Regions from separate parts of the Mus musculus genome. Here region 2 is linked to region 1. Evidence: chromatin contacts called from public Micro-C data. All regions are on one chromosome and are shown on one strand. Each heading gives the region's core, a stretch centred on a gene start, on an enhancer-like site or on the middle of the called end of the contact. The rest is flanking DNA. Distances are from core to core; before and after follow the strand shown. Region 1 overlaps St7 (suppression of tumorigenicity 7). Region 2 overlaps St7 (suppression of tumorigenicity 7).

Region 1 (6,869 bases), core at 557-3,056:
AGCTGGCTGGCTTTCTTTCCTTCCTCCATTCTCTCTTTCTCTTCCTCTTCCTCCCTTCCTCTTCCTCCCTCTCTCCCCCGCCTCTCTCTTTCCTTCCTTATATTTTTTCAAAAGAAACACACATTCCTATGAATCTTTTTACATTCTTAATATGAAGACAAGTTCTGGTGAAGTGAAAAGTATTTGTTAATATGTTATGATAAAACACCTTAAAGTTGTTAATGTTATTTGACACCATTTACTTATGATTTATTATGAGACATAAAACTCTATTCTATGACCAAAAACTCCAATCTTATTTCAACATTGTAGAAATTCTACAAGCCGTCAATTTTGTCCTAGTTTGAACTTCACTTTCCTTTCAGGTACCTGCTGCCTATTGTAAGACACAAGCACTTCACAGGGGTGGTTAGCATTAATATGAATATATGTCCAGTTTTCATAAGCACTTATGCCAAATTTTTAAAAGATTTATTTACTTTTATTTTTGGTGTGTGTGTGCGTGTGTGCGCATGCATGTGTGTGTGTGTGTGTGTGTGTGTGCGTATGCATGTGTGTGTGTGTGCCTGCATGAGTGTATGAACATCATGGGAACCTATTTACATCATGCACCTGCAAGTTCTTATTGAGGCCAGAGGGTGTTGGCATTCCTGGAACTGGAATTACAGGTGGTTGCGATACCCTGTTGTGGGTGCCTGGAACCAAATCCCAATTCTCAGCAAGAGCTGTGAGTGCTTTTAAGTGCTGAGTCATCTTTCCAGCCTCTCTTGTTAAAAAATATTTTAATTAATTAATTAATTAATTAGCTTTACATCCAGACACAATTTTTCCCCTCCCTCCCCTTATCCCAGTTTTTCACACCCCCCAAACCTCATCTTCCTCCCTTTCTTCTCAGAAAAGGGGAGGCCTCCTGTGGATAAAACAAGCCTTTGCATATCAAGTTGCTGCAAGACTAGGGCATCTTCTCCTACTGAGTCTAGAACAGGCAGCCAAGTGGGAGGAAAGGGTCCCAAAGGCAGGCAACAGTGTGATAAACAGCCCCTGCTCCTGCTGTTAGGGGTCCCACATGAAGACCAAGCTGCACATCTGTCACATATGTGCAGAGGGCCTAGGTGAGTCCTGTGCATGCTCCCTGGTTCAGTCTCTGTAGTCCCTTATGAGGCCAGGTTAGTGAATTCTGTAAGTTTCTCGTAGTGTTGTTGACCTCTCTGGCGTCTACAGATTTTCCTTCTCTTCTTCTGCTGGATTCCCCGAGCTCCACTTAATGATTGGCTGTGGGTCTCTGTATCTGTGCCCATCAGTTTCTGGGTGAAGCCTTTCTGGTGATGGTTCTGCTAGTTGCTTTTGTCTGCAAGTACAGCAGAATGTTTTTAACAGTGTTGGGGTTGTTTCCCTCTCATGGTATGGGTCCCAAGCTGAACCAGTCATTGGTTGACCACTCCCTCAATTTCTGCTCCATCTTTACTCCTGCACATCTTGTTCTCCAGGAGGATGATGGGGAGAGAGAGAATAGTGGAATAGACAACTGGAATCAGGGTGCAGGGGGTACATCTCTGGAATGGGCTAGAAACCTAAAGCTATGGAAACTCCAAGGAATCTATGAGATCAACCCTAACTAAGACTCCTAGCAATGAAGGCTATGGTGCCTGACGGGCCATTTCCTGTAACCAGGCAAGACTTCCAGTAGAGGGATTGGGACACCAACCCAGCCACAAAACTCTCTTGTCAAGTTTTTAATGACATGCTGAAGGGCATTACTGATAGGGCTCACGAGACTCAGTTACTTCTGTGCGTATCACATCACACTTTCGTCTAAGTGCCGATGGGCTGTGGAAACAGTGACTAACATGGGACACAGCTTCAGACAAGGGAGGCAGCTATGTTCTCAGACTCAAACTTAAAAATAAATTATGCTTATGAAAAGTGGGTAGAACATGTTTCTGCTGAGAGTGAAAAATGGGGAAACAAGGGCCTGGGAAAGAAATTTGAGTTGAATTGAGAAATTTATTTGTAAGAATATCTCAGTGGAAGGAGACGCCTTCTTACTAATCAGACATGTTCACACACAAAAGGATAACACTTTTGTCTAAGAGCTATAACCACATAGATCATGAGATAAAATGTTTCAGAACTGTTTCGCTCCTGAAATAGAAAGTCAGTGATGGTAGCTTTATAATAACACTAATTAGTAGATGATACCAGCCCTTGCCATGTTCCCATCTGTACAGATGTGCCTCTAACAGTCTTTCCACATGAACTCAGCCGCAACTTAACTCATATCTGTGCCACTGAGGTCAGAGTTGCCCAAGAAGCGTCTCAGAAGGAGATCTTTGTCTAAACCTAAACCTTCTTTGTCATCTTCTGCGCTTTGCCTGGTATGTTTATAAGTAGAATCAATGTAATTTTTCAGAATTAGTAAAGCTTTCAAAGGAGGGCACTGGCAACAAGTGTGTTACTCCATCCTTTCCTACGTACTGCCCTGTGTTTTAGGGATACTGCTGTCAGTGATAGCAAGAACATGTGCTCGCCTATCTAGAGGATAAGAGTTTTCTGGGACTTAGGAAGTGGACCACTACTCAACTTTGTCTATCTATCCTTTAATACGAATTGCCAAGCATAATATTAAATAAATACAGTTTGTGTTATTTATACTTTATGTTGTCTATTTATAATTAAAATTTATATAAACTCTAACCATATGAACAATATAAAATTTATAAAAACCATATCTATCTAGCAAAAAAAACCAGTTTGTTATTTTTTCTTGCTCTAATATCTATCTATCTATCTATCTATCTATCTATCTATCTATCTATCTATCTATCTTTCTATCTATCTATCTATCTAACCACACACACATATACATATAGATAGATAAAATTTTGTAACCATAATATATAATAACATATTATATATTATGTTATTAGTATTATATATTATGGTTACAAAATTTTATCTATCTATATCTTTAAAAATTAATTGGTTCTTTAGCTCCTAGATTGCACAGCTTTTTGGCATATACAATAAGAAACCTTTGGATAGGATGGGTTTCATAGTGAGCTGCATTGTGTTTGCAACAGCGAAGAGGTGTGTAAATGAAAAAGCAACACTGCCATTAATTCTCCCATCAGGCATTAGCTAGTTCTTTTCCATTTCAACAGTTAATTTCTTTTGTTTTTAAAATATTTTGTTTTAAAAAATTAACTAGGAAAATATGCATAACCTCAAAGTTACCTTCTTTGTCATCAAGTATACAGTTCAGTAGGTAGAGTAATGGGATATTTATGTTGTCTAAACAATTTTTGACTAATATTTCATATTCCTTGACCAGCACCTCCCCATCTCTGTCCCTCAGCCTCTAATCTCCTGTCCCCTTGTACTTATGTGCCACCTGTGGGATCAAGTTGCTCCTCTGGGACTTTTTTTCGTTTATCATAGCTTTGAGGTTCATCTGTGCTACAGCACATATTGGAATTATTTTTGGGGGCAGTGTGGTATTTTTAAAGTCCCACATGCTATGATGTTATTTCTACTTCTTTGTAGACTATCATGTGTGATAATGTGTTACAGTTGTCCAGTATCGGCACCTATATATTATCATGTCAGTATCATTTCCCTTTCTACAGGTAGGGCATCCCTTATTTGAAATATTCAAGACCAAAATTGTTTTAGATATGACTTTTCTTCAGATTTTGAAATACTGTATATGCATAGTGAGAAATCTTGGGGATGGAACCCATGAATAGACATAAAACTTATTTATGATTCATGGATAGTTTATACACATAGTCTGAGAGCAATTTAAAATAATACTTTTAGTGTGCCTGTATTTTGGTGAAATTTGTTGTATGAAGTCAGGTATTGAATTTTCCATTTGAGTGCTTGTTTGCATTATAGTTTGTGTCCTGAGCATCTCAACCATCCTTCTGTAGGCTATTCAGCCTGGTAAGATCTGATCGTCTTCTTCTGTAGACAGAGGAACTGGAGTTTGGAACCTAGGAGTTTGGAAGCATACCTTAAACCTAGGACTCTGTGATTGTTGAGTCATAGTTTAAGGTATGCTTCATATAGGCCAGGTCCATGATTGTTTTAAATGGAACAGTGCTAAAGAAGTGTTTCTTTGGAAGCCAAAAAATACCCGTGTCCCTTTGTGTGGTTCTAGAGAATCTGTAACTTGGACTGTGTGTCTGCAGGGAAGCACAGATCAGGTCCCAGGCCTTACTCTTCGCCATCTTCTCTCTTGGCATCATCACCATCTGTGTCAAGATTATGTTGTTTCTAAGAAAGCAGTAGTTTCTTTGATTAAAAATATGTTTTCCATGGTCTTTCAAAAAGCAAGAGGTAGAGAGGAAATTATCGGCCTCTTGCTCAAAGGACAAGAGAAAGTAGAAATGCTGTTATCAGGAACTTTTGGTAGAAAAATTAGCTTGTTCAGATACTGTAACCAGTAGCTCACTACAAATTACTGTATTTTAGGGATGAAAGGACCTCAGAAATAATCCATCTTCTTAGTTAGTTTTACAAATAAGTTTTGTTTGAAATGCCAAATCTCCTAAAGAGTTTAACTGCGTGATTAAGATTTAATCTACATTTCTTATTTCTCAATAATTCTATTTCTGGCAGTGTTGAACAGAGCCAGACTTTTTTCATAACAAAACAACTGTTCTTTGTATATATATCATGAGCATGTTTTGTACAGAGTTTCCTGGCCTATAATGTTATTTTGAGGAAATTGGGAAATCTTATATGATATTTATTTCTTTGTTTGTTTAACAATTCTTGATAACTGAAACATATTTGGGATTGGAGTGGGTGGGAATGACTTGAACCTGTGAAAGTGACCAGGGACTTATTAGAAGTTGCTTTAGCACTTACAATCACCACTTCAAATGCATTAGGGAGTGTACAAGGTCCTCAACTATCAAAACTATGTCTTTTCCCATAATGTCTTCTGAAATGCAGAAATCTGGGATAAACATTTCTGTTAGTTCCCAGCCCCACATCTGACACAGTGGTTGGTGGAGTCCATTACTCTGAGTCTTGTCAGTGGCAGAAACTTCCAGGGAATGCTCAGATCAATGACAGATCACAGTGCTGTTCTTCTGTGAAACAATGCTTTCTAATATATTGATTACAATTTCAAAAAGGTAATATTTCCCAATATGTGATTATAACACATTTTGTTCAGAGCCTATACAGTTTCATCAGAACACAGCTACCATCATTTATTTAAAATGTTGATGAGAAGATTGTATTAAAATAGCAGGGCTCATTTGTGATAGAGATTATAACATCTGAAATATTTACGATTTGGCCTTGTGTAGAAAGACTTTGCCAGCCCCTTATAAAGCAGCAAGAATGATTTATGTCCCAGAGAGCCATGCATGTTGTAACTGCCTTGTTTCCCTGCGATGCTAGCTGAATTCTACCATATTGGCTTGAAGAATTTCTCCATTTCTCTCCCTTCCAGAGCAACCATTTATGATTCATACATGACTATTTTCCTGACTTCCTCTGACTATTTTCTAGTGGTTCTTTTTGCAAACCAGGTGAACAGACCAAAACTATACAGGAAGCATTATGGTTTGTCTGATGAAGCTGTTCTCCTGGAGGATGTGTCGGACATGTTACCTCCCTGTTTGTTATAGAATCCTGGAAGTTGATTCTGTTCTTCACAGTAGAGCATTGATTCAAATGTGTGTAACGTGGCTTTCACTCTTAGTGAGTTGAATAAGCCTCTTACCATTGGGTTCATGTTTGTAAAGAGAAAATCTTAATTTTCACATTCCATTAGCATTTTAATAACTTGTTATGTTTGTCATGATTGATTACACGACGATTAATTAATGTGTATTTTTTTTATCGATTAACCTTCAATATTTGAAATACCCATGCTAATCTTCTAATAGAGGAAAAGTCTTTTAAAGTTATTCTCCTCCTTAATTCTGGTGTCAGGTTCCTTGAGGCCCATGTAAGAAGAGAGGCCCCTGCTACTGTCTAAGAAGCTTGTGTTTGTCCGTCAGCCATTGAAAGCTTTGGGCTCTAGCACCAGATTTTGAAAGTTTAGAAGTAGGTGCTGTGCATCAAAAAAGCTGACACTGCTTATCTCACAGGGCTGTTCTACTATCTGGTTGGTGCTTGATCTGTTGGGTATCTAAACTTAGAAGTTTGGAGGGGAGGTAGGCGGGCGGAGCTTACTGACAGCAGTTGGACTCTGTCCAGAGGAGTCTTCAGGCGCAGACCCTTGCAGTGGACTCTTCTCACATTTTGATGTGAGCCTAACATGCTCAGGAAATGAAGCGAAGTTTGAGGGCAAAGGAAAAAGAGACAGATGACCGAGACTATGTGCACACTAGAGTCTAAGTGGGGAGAGTGGTGAGGGAGACATTTTAGGTGAAGTGTGATCTTGATGCATCAGCAAAAGGAAGTTGGGATGAGGTATAAAGTAAGGCTTTGCCGTGACATGTAGTGAGGAGGGTAAGAGTCAAGTTGCGGATCATAAAGGAAAACCCTGTATTATCATTTCTACAATGTGGAAAAAGAGGGTGAATGGTTATAATTCAACTCTGGGGCTTCCAAACCTTTAATTACAAAGTGAGTTACTGTATGGTTAGACATGTAAGCTGTTGTGGTAAAGCTATGGTTTTGGGTTTAAGAGGAAACAGAGAAGTGGGAGCTGTGATCATTGTCCTCTGGGGAAAATAAGAGAGCCAGAGGCTTAGAAGGACTCTAAGTAAGGGAGTTCCAAAAGGGCGAGGGAGCGCTGTCCTGAGTCCCAAGCTGTCACTGTGGTCTGTCTGGGGCTTGCACAGGGCCAATGAATGCTGTTGTAGGCACTGTGAGGTCCTCTGGGCTGAGAGGACACTGTT
Region 2 (6,735 bases), core at 3,669-6,168, 33 kb after region 1:
GTTTTGCAGGTATATTTTTATATATGGTATTTAAAAATATACCTTGTGAAGACTGAAAACAAACCTCTTTTCCTCTTTTTGGTCCTGAGGAGTTAGTTCCAAAGGGACTGTTCCTAAGTCTAGGCTATGATCCTGGGGGTATTGCACTCAGACTACATCCTGTGTCCCTCTTCTTTTGTGGTTGCAAAACATACTGCCTCAGCTGGTCAACCATCTTAGAGATTTGGACAGTGTTCCTGGGAGAAAATTCTGTCATAGGAGCTAGAAGAACACAAGATTTGCCAGTAATAAGCTCTGCATATTAAAAGCAGTTTAGTGTTAGAAGTTCAGGCACCAGCGATAAAGTACATGCCTGTGTCCTCCTCTTTGGGCAGCACATTTATGCAGCACACGCTGCTGTGTCATAACTCTGCATGGAATGCTCCTTGGTGAACTTCATTTTAAATACTGGGGTCCTGAGCTCCCATTCTAGGTTTTATTTGTTGCGCTAGGGTCCCAGTAGGCGGCCTAGGCTGATCTTGGCTCTGTGACTCTCACGTCTTAGCCCCTAGTCCTGATCTTGGCTCTGTGATTCTCACGTCTTAGCCCCTAGTCCTGATCTTGGCTCTGTGACTCTCACCTCTTAGCCCCTAGTCCTGATCTTGGCTCTGTGACTCTCACCTCTTAGCCCCTAGTCCTGATCTTGGCTCTGTGACTCTCACCTCTTAGCCCCTAGTCCTGATCTTGGCTCTGTGACTCTCACCTCTTAGCCCCTAGTCCTGATCTTGGCTCTGTGACTCTCACCTCTTAGCCCCTAGTCCTGAGATTCAGAGTGAGCATCAATCCCACACCCACTCCAATGCTTTCTCCACTAGTGACATGGCTATGCACATTTGGTGCAGTGGAGAGCTGATGCCTACCAGTTCCTCTGATGGGGGAAAAGGAGCCATTGCTCATGGAACAGATGCTGATATATTTAGAATTTTCTATTTTTGTCTCAGATAGTCTATGCAGTGTTCTTTGCCAGAAGAGTATATAGTTAACTCTGAATTGATCTAATGTTGAGGAATATTCACTAATTTTATTGGTCAACTTTATTTCATAAAACTACACCTTGCTACACATACCATCAAACCTTTTACCTTTCTTGTGGGGGAAAATAACCTCTACTAATTTTACTATACCCTCTTCTCCTCTTCTCACTGTGTTGATTATCAGGGACTTCTGGGGATGTGGAGATTCTGACCAAGAAAGCCTGGCTGATGTTTGTGTTAGAGTTAGTTTCCATTTAAAGGTTAGAGTCTCTGCTGCAAGTTTATTGTTTGTTTGTTTGTTTTTTCTCCCAGACATGGTTTGTCAGTATAGCCTTAGCTGTCCTGGAATTTGCTCTGCAGACAGGCTGGCCTCAAACTCTTGAGTACTCTTAAAGGCTTGTGCAAGAAGCTTATGTGTTTCCCCTCTCCTCTTTTTGAGATTAATATAACTACAGCATTTCTACCTTGCCTTTTCTCTCTCCAAACACTTCCATATGCTCCTCACCACTGGCCTTCAAATTCATTCATGATATACAGAGACCACTTACTTTTGTAGCAAGTAGATTTGTTACACATTATAAATTCTGATCTTACCAAGCTTAACTGCCTTCATCCTCCAGTGAAGACTGAGATATTTGTGTGTCAAAGAATCATGAATGGGAATGGCCCCAGTAGGTACATACATTTGAATGCTTGGCCCCCAGTTGGCGAAACATTTTTGGGAAAGTAGCCTTTGGGGATTTGAGGATATGGCCTTCCTGGAGGAAGTGTGGCAGTGGGGGTGGGCTTTGAGGTTTCAGATGACTAGAACTATTTCCAATGTGCTTCTTTGCCTGCAACTTGTAGATTAGGATGTAAGATCTTAGCCACTACTCCAGTGCCATGCCTGCCTGCCTGTTGCCATGGGACCATGAGCCCTAATAAATGTTCTCTTTTATAAGCTTCCATGGTCATGATGTCTTCCTGGTATTAGAAGATTCACTAAGACAGTCATTAAATTACCCAGACAGTGGAATGGATTTTAAAAGAGAATTAATGTTAGTGAAGAATGAACGAACACACAGAGCAGTGGCAGGACATTGGTACCAATACTTTTAAAGAATATTTGCAGAGGACAAAGGGCTGAAAACTGGTTGCTATGGGAACAATTATTTTACTGGGACATTCCCTTCAATTCTGTGTGTTCCTATATGTTGTTTCTCATTGTGCTACTATGTCTGACCTGCATCTTCTATAGCCACTTGATAGTCATTCTTTCTTTCACCCACAAATGCTCCTCTCTGCATACTTTTCTTTTCATTTAAAATATAGCTGAATTGGCTATTTTAATGAATCATATTTTGCCCTAAAAATAAGAAAGTCATTTTTCCATGAACTGCTTCTCCATAGCTTTGATAAGCAGCAGATGGACTTGTCCCTATCTACCTTCTGCTATGGTGAATGAACACTATGGCTCAGGTCAATTAGAAGCAATCTGTCTCTTTGCCTCACAGTTCTGGAGATGGGAAAGTCTAAGACTAGGAGATGTCTTGTTGAAGGAGTCTTAGATCTTTGACATTCTATCACAGAACATGGTGGCAGAGACTAAGAGAAGGTTTAGGTTCATCTTTTGTTTTTATACCAGGAGCTTGAAGGACAGTTAACCAATATGATAGGGGGATTAATTCATTCTTGGGGCCTGAGTGTCACTCCTGACACTCAGTCACCCTTAACAATCTTTCCAGTCAAGTCTGTCAGAATGCCTATGACATTTCAATATACATTTTAGAGGAGATGCAGCACTCCATATGTCTGTGTCTTCTTCCTGGAATCTATAGACATGTTGCTCTGTAGCCATGTTACACTGAATGACAGAAAATTAGATGGCTGTAAGGTATCCGTGTACTGACTGTAAAATAAGAGGTCTTCTTTGGTTATCCAGGCGTAGTCAGTGTAATTATGAGGGTTCTTAAATAAGAACTGAGAAGACGGGGGTGTCAGAGTCATTGAATTGAGAATATAACCTTCTTTCACTGCCTTTGAAGTTGGAAGAGGATCAATAGCCAAGAGATATCGATGGTGTCATAGAACTTTTCAGAAATACTATCCTGTAAAGTTTCTGTACATATTTTTTTTTCTCCTTTGGCTTACCCAAGTAAGAGGTCTCAGCTCTGGGGGCTGGAGAGATGGCCAACGATTAAGAGAGGTTATTGCTCTTCCAGGAGATCTGAGTCCTTTTTCCTGTACCCATGTTGGGTGTGTCAAATCCACCTGTAACTCCAGCTCCAGTGGATCTGGTGCCTTCTTCTGCCCCTGCACATGTATGACAGACACAAGGATCTAGATATGAAAAAGATAAAAATTCTTTAAAAGCTTTTTCGGTTTGTGTTTTTAATTTCATTTAGTTTTCTTTTTTAAAATGTGCTTTTAAAAAGACGTAGATGCTGCCATTTTCTTGTAAAAAATAGCTCCATAATAATCTTTAAGTGACTATAGTATTATATGTTTAAATGGAATTCTTTTATTTTTTATTTTTTATAGATTTATTTATTTGTTTTATGTATGTGAGTACATTGTGGTTGTCTTCAGACACACCAGAAGAGGGCATCAGATTCCATTACATATGGATGTGAGCCACCATGTGGTTGCTGGGAATTGAACTCAGGACCTCTGGAAGAGCAGTCAGTGCTCTTAACTGCTGAGCCATCTCTCCAGCCCTTAAATGGAATTCTTTTTTTTTTTTTAATTTTTTTTTATTTTTTTATTTTTTTTCCATTTTTATTAGGTATTTAGCTCATTTACATTTCCAATGCTATACCAAAAGTCCCCCATACCCACCCACCCCCACTCCCCTACCCACCCACTCCCCCTTTTTGGCCCTGGCGTTCCCCTGTACTGGGGTATATAAAGTTTGCGTGTCCAATGGGCCTCTCTTTCCACTGATGGCCGACTAGGCCATCTTTTGATACATATGCAGCTAGAGTCAAGAGCTCCGGGGTACTGGTTAGTTCATAATGTTGTTGCACCTACAGGGTTGCAGATCCCTTTAGCTCCTTGGGTACTTTCTCTAGCTCCTCCATTGGGAGCCCTGTGATCCATCCATTAGCTGACTGTGAGCATCCACTTCTGTGTTTGCTAGGCCCCGGCATAGTCTCACAAGAGACAGCTACATCTTCTTGACTGTGCTCGTACACATTTCTATGACTGACCATAATATTTGTATGGATGGAGCCATCATTTGTGAGTTTAGACTTTTGCTAAATATTGCTAAATTACTTGAAAGAAGTCATCCAGTTTATATTGTTTGTAGTTCAAATCTGGGATAGATTGCACCTTTATTTTTAATTACAATGAAAAGTATAAGATTCAAGAGATGAAGATCTATCTTTAATACTTTTAAAATATAATATCAAATATTGTGACATTGCAAGGAAAGGTTCTCATTTATCAAGCTGGGGACTTTGGGAACTCTGTGATTTCTATGGCAATGATGAAAGTGGACAAGGCCACTCTGCCATGCCCTGCTGACTAGTTTCAGTGGGATAACTGCATAGTCATGGTAAAGTGAGCGAAGCCTCATGATATCCAACCTTGTCCTTTACCCTCTTTGTGATACAGATACACATAGAAATGCATTACTGAGCCGGAGTGCAGGGTTTCTGTTTGAGCTTCATTCCTTTGGCAGCATACAACTTGTCTTTAAAAGTGGGCATCGATGTACGCATGTGTTGATTTTGAAAGAACAAATAAAATGAGACCCCGAGTCAGAAAAATCTGTTGCATTTATGGAGTCATTTGAGTCCCCATAGAACACACAGAACATGGAGTCGCTAACAAAACTATCTGCAGAGGTGCACAGCAGTGCCTGCTATACCCCCACTTTACCAAGTCTCTGTATTAGCAGGCTCTCAAAAGTGTCAGCTCCCCCATCTGCTACCGTGAGGTGTTAGGAAGAGCTCACAGCTTTCTCACCCACAGTGAAGAACGAGTGTGCAGCAGGCATGGTCCAATCAATCGATCAGGAAACAGTGTCTCTTTTGAACTTCTTCTAGAAATTAGGCTGAACATTCCATTAACGTTTGCATCATGTCTAATAATCACTTTCATGGTGGCATTTTACCCCTTGATCCCCTTGCTTGTCCTCAGCCTCGGTTCCGCTAATGCCTTCCTTCCCAGTCAGCCTGCGCACATGACCTAACGAGTTTCATTAGAGTTGCTTCCCCAGGCGTCTGTGGGTGAGGGGTGGTTTATTACAGGAGCATGAGCATCTAACGAGTGGTTATAGACGTGAAGAAAGTGGCTCCCCTTCCCAAGCAACTGTTAGCTGCCTGGAGATCTTTTGGAGACTCATTTACCAGTGTTTAAATTGATATTTATTTTTTAAGTTGTTTTATTAATGTGTATAATAGCTTACTTTATAATAAGAGGATTACTTTTTCTCTAAGTTGTATTTTGAAAATACATTTTTAGAGTTTGTTTTTTTTTTTTTGTCTCTGGCATTTTTTTTTTATCAGTTGTAGACATATTTAATATCTATATAACCAGCTTTATAGCTGTTGCTTGTGGCTTTTGTTTTATGTCTTACCACCAAAGGCCAGGCTTTCTCTAAAATTAAAGGCCCCCATAAACCCTCCCTCCTTAACTCTTCCTGCCTGCATTCTTCTCTTTTGAATTTTTGATCTAGAAAATTTTTTTCTTTTTTTTTTCTGAAAAAATCTATAGCTTTTCCTGTTAAATATATAACATCCCTTAGTATCTTTAATCTGTGTGTTCTTTCATCAGGCTGATATTTAAATAATTAATTTTTTTTTTTAGTTTTGAGAATTCCAACACAACTATTTACAAGTAGGACAAATAATGTTTTGAGCAATCATTTCAACACACACAGAAAAGTCATGTTTTTGCTTCAGAATTACTGCATTAGGGCTGAATGTATGTGTCAAGGTAGAGCACTTGGGTAACATGTCAGAGTGTCTGGTTCCATTCATAATACTGCCAAGAAATAAAAAGCATTGATGTAGTAATTCATAAAGAATTAAACAGACATTCAAGAATGAGCTTTTGTTGAGTCATCAAACCCTGGCTGTAATAACTCTGGAGCACCCTGCTGATTGCTAGCTTTCTACTTTCTCAGGGCTGCCTGGAGCAATGTGTGTGTGTGTGTGTGTGTGTGTGTGTGTGTGTGTGTGTGTGTGTGTGAGTGTGTGTGTGTGTTCTTTCAGTATGGTGTTTTTGGTTTTAACTCCTTTTTTTCTTCTCGGTTTTGTTAAGACAGGGTTTCTCTGTGTATCCCTGGCTGTTCTGGAACTCACTCTGTAGACCAGGCTGCCCTCGAACTCAGGGAGTTTGCTTCCCAAGTGTTGGGATTTAAGGTGTGCATCACCAGACCCAGCTTTGTTTTCACTTTTAAACTTAATATTCCAGTGTAAGAAGAATGGCACAATATTTATGCTATGTGGTCTTAGTGTTGTTGGAAACTGGTGTTGATAAAAAACGATGAACAGTGAGACAATCATTAGTGTGCATTGCTGAGACATCTGCGACAATTTTATTTTCCCACTGTATCCCAGTGAAATTCTGTTCTATTTGAAGAAGTCATGTTCAAGACAAATTAATTGTCAGGTCAAAAATTTTCTTGATTAAATATTACTTTCTCCTTGATAATGACCTCATTTTCCAGAGTCTGTAAGACTTCTCAGAGGAAGGTAGGGTATTTCCTGTGCTGTTGAATGTTGTTAGCCAA

The links. Hi-C and Micro-C count contacts between places; a contact is called where the count stands out from the background.
Region 2: a Micro-C map of the G1E-ER4 cell line shows a contact between it and region 1, with 2.4 times the contacts expected there. The contact joins two enhancer-like sites. A contact is called at or near these places in 1 of 39 promoter capture datasets (macrophages), 2 of 15 datasets of contacts at CTCF or cohesin (the G1E-ER4 cell line and the NIH/3T3 cell line), 15 of 484 Hi-C or Micro-C datasets (B cells, the G1E-ER4 cell line, bone marrow-derived macrophages and 9 more), 2 of 115 datasets of contacts at active chromatin or transcription factors (embryonic stem cells and forebrain) and 3 of 9 other capture datasets (adipose tissue, liver and pancreatic islet).

Annotation. Positions count from the first base shown.
Region 1 is chr6:17,735,660-17,742,528 of GRCm38.p6, forward strand. All of the region lies in intron 1 of St7 (suppression of tumorigenicity 7), which reads left to right. Among named protein-coding and RNA genes, the nearest start is that of Gm52895, 23 kb to the right of the region's middle. Within about 2 kb of position 1,807, at least 19 of the 459 cell types and tissues checked have an H3K27ac peak or open chromatin away from gene starts, as enhancers often do. A contact at or near this core is called in the G1E-ER4 cell line, where this site is marked.
Region 2 is chr6:17,765,588-17,772,322 of GRCm38.p6, forward strand. All of the region lies in intron 1 of St7 (suppression of tumorigenicity 7), which reads left to right. Among named protein-coding and RNA genes, the nearest start is that of Gm52895, 6.8 kb to the left of the region's middle. Within about 2 kb of position 4,919, at least 36 of the 459 cell types and tissues checked have an H3K27ac peak or open chromatin away from gene starts, as enhancers often do. A contact at or near this core is called in the G1E-ER4 cell line, where this site is marked.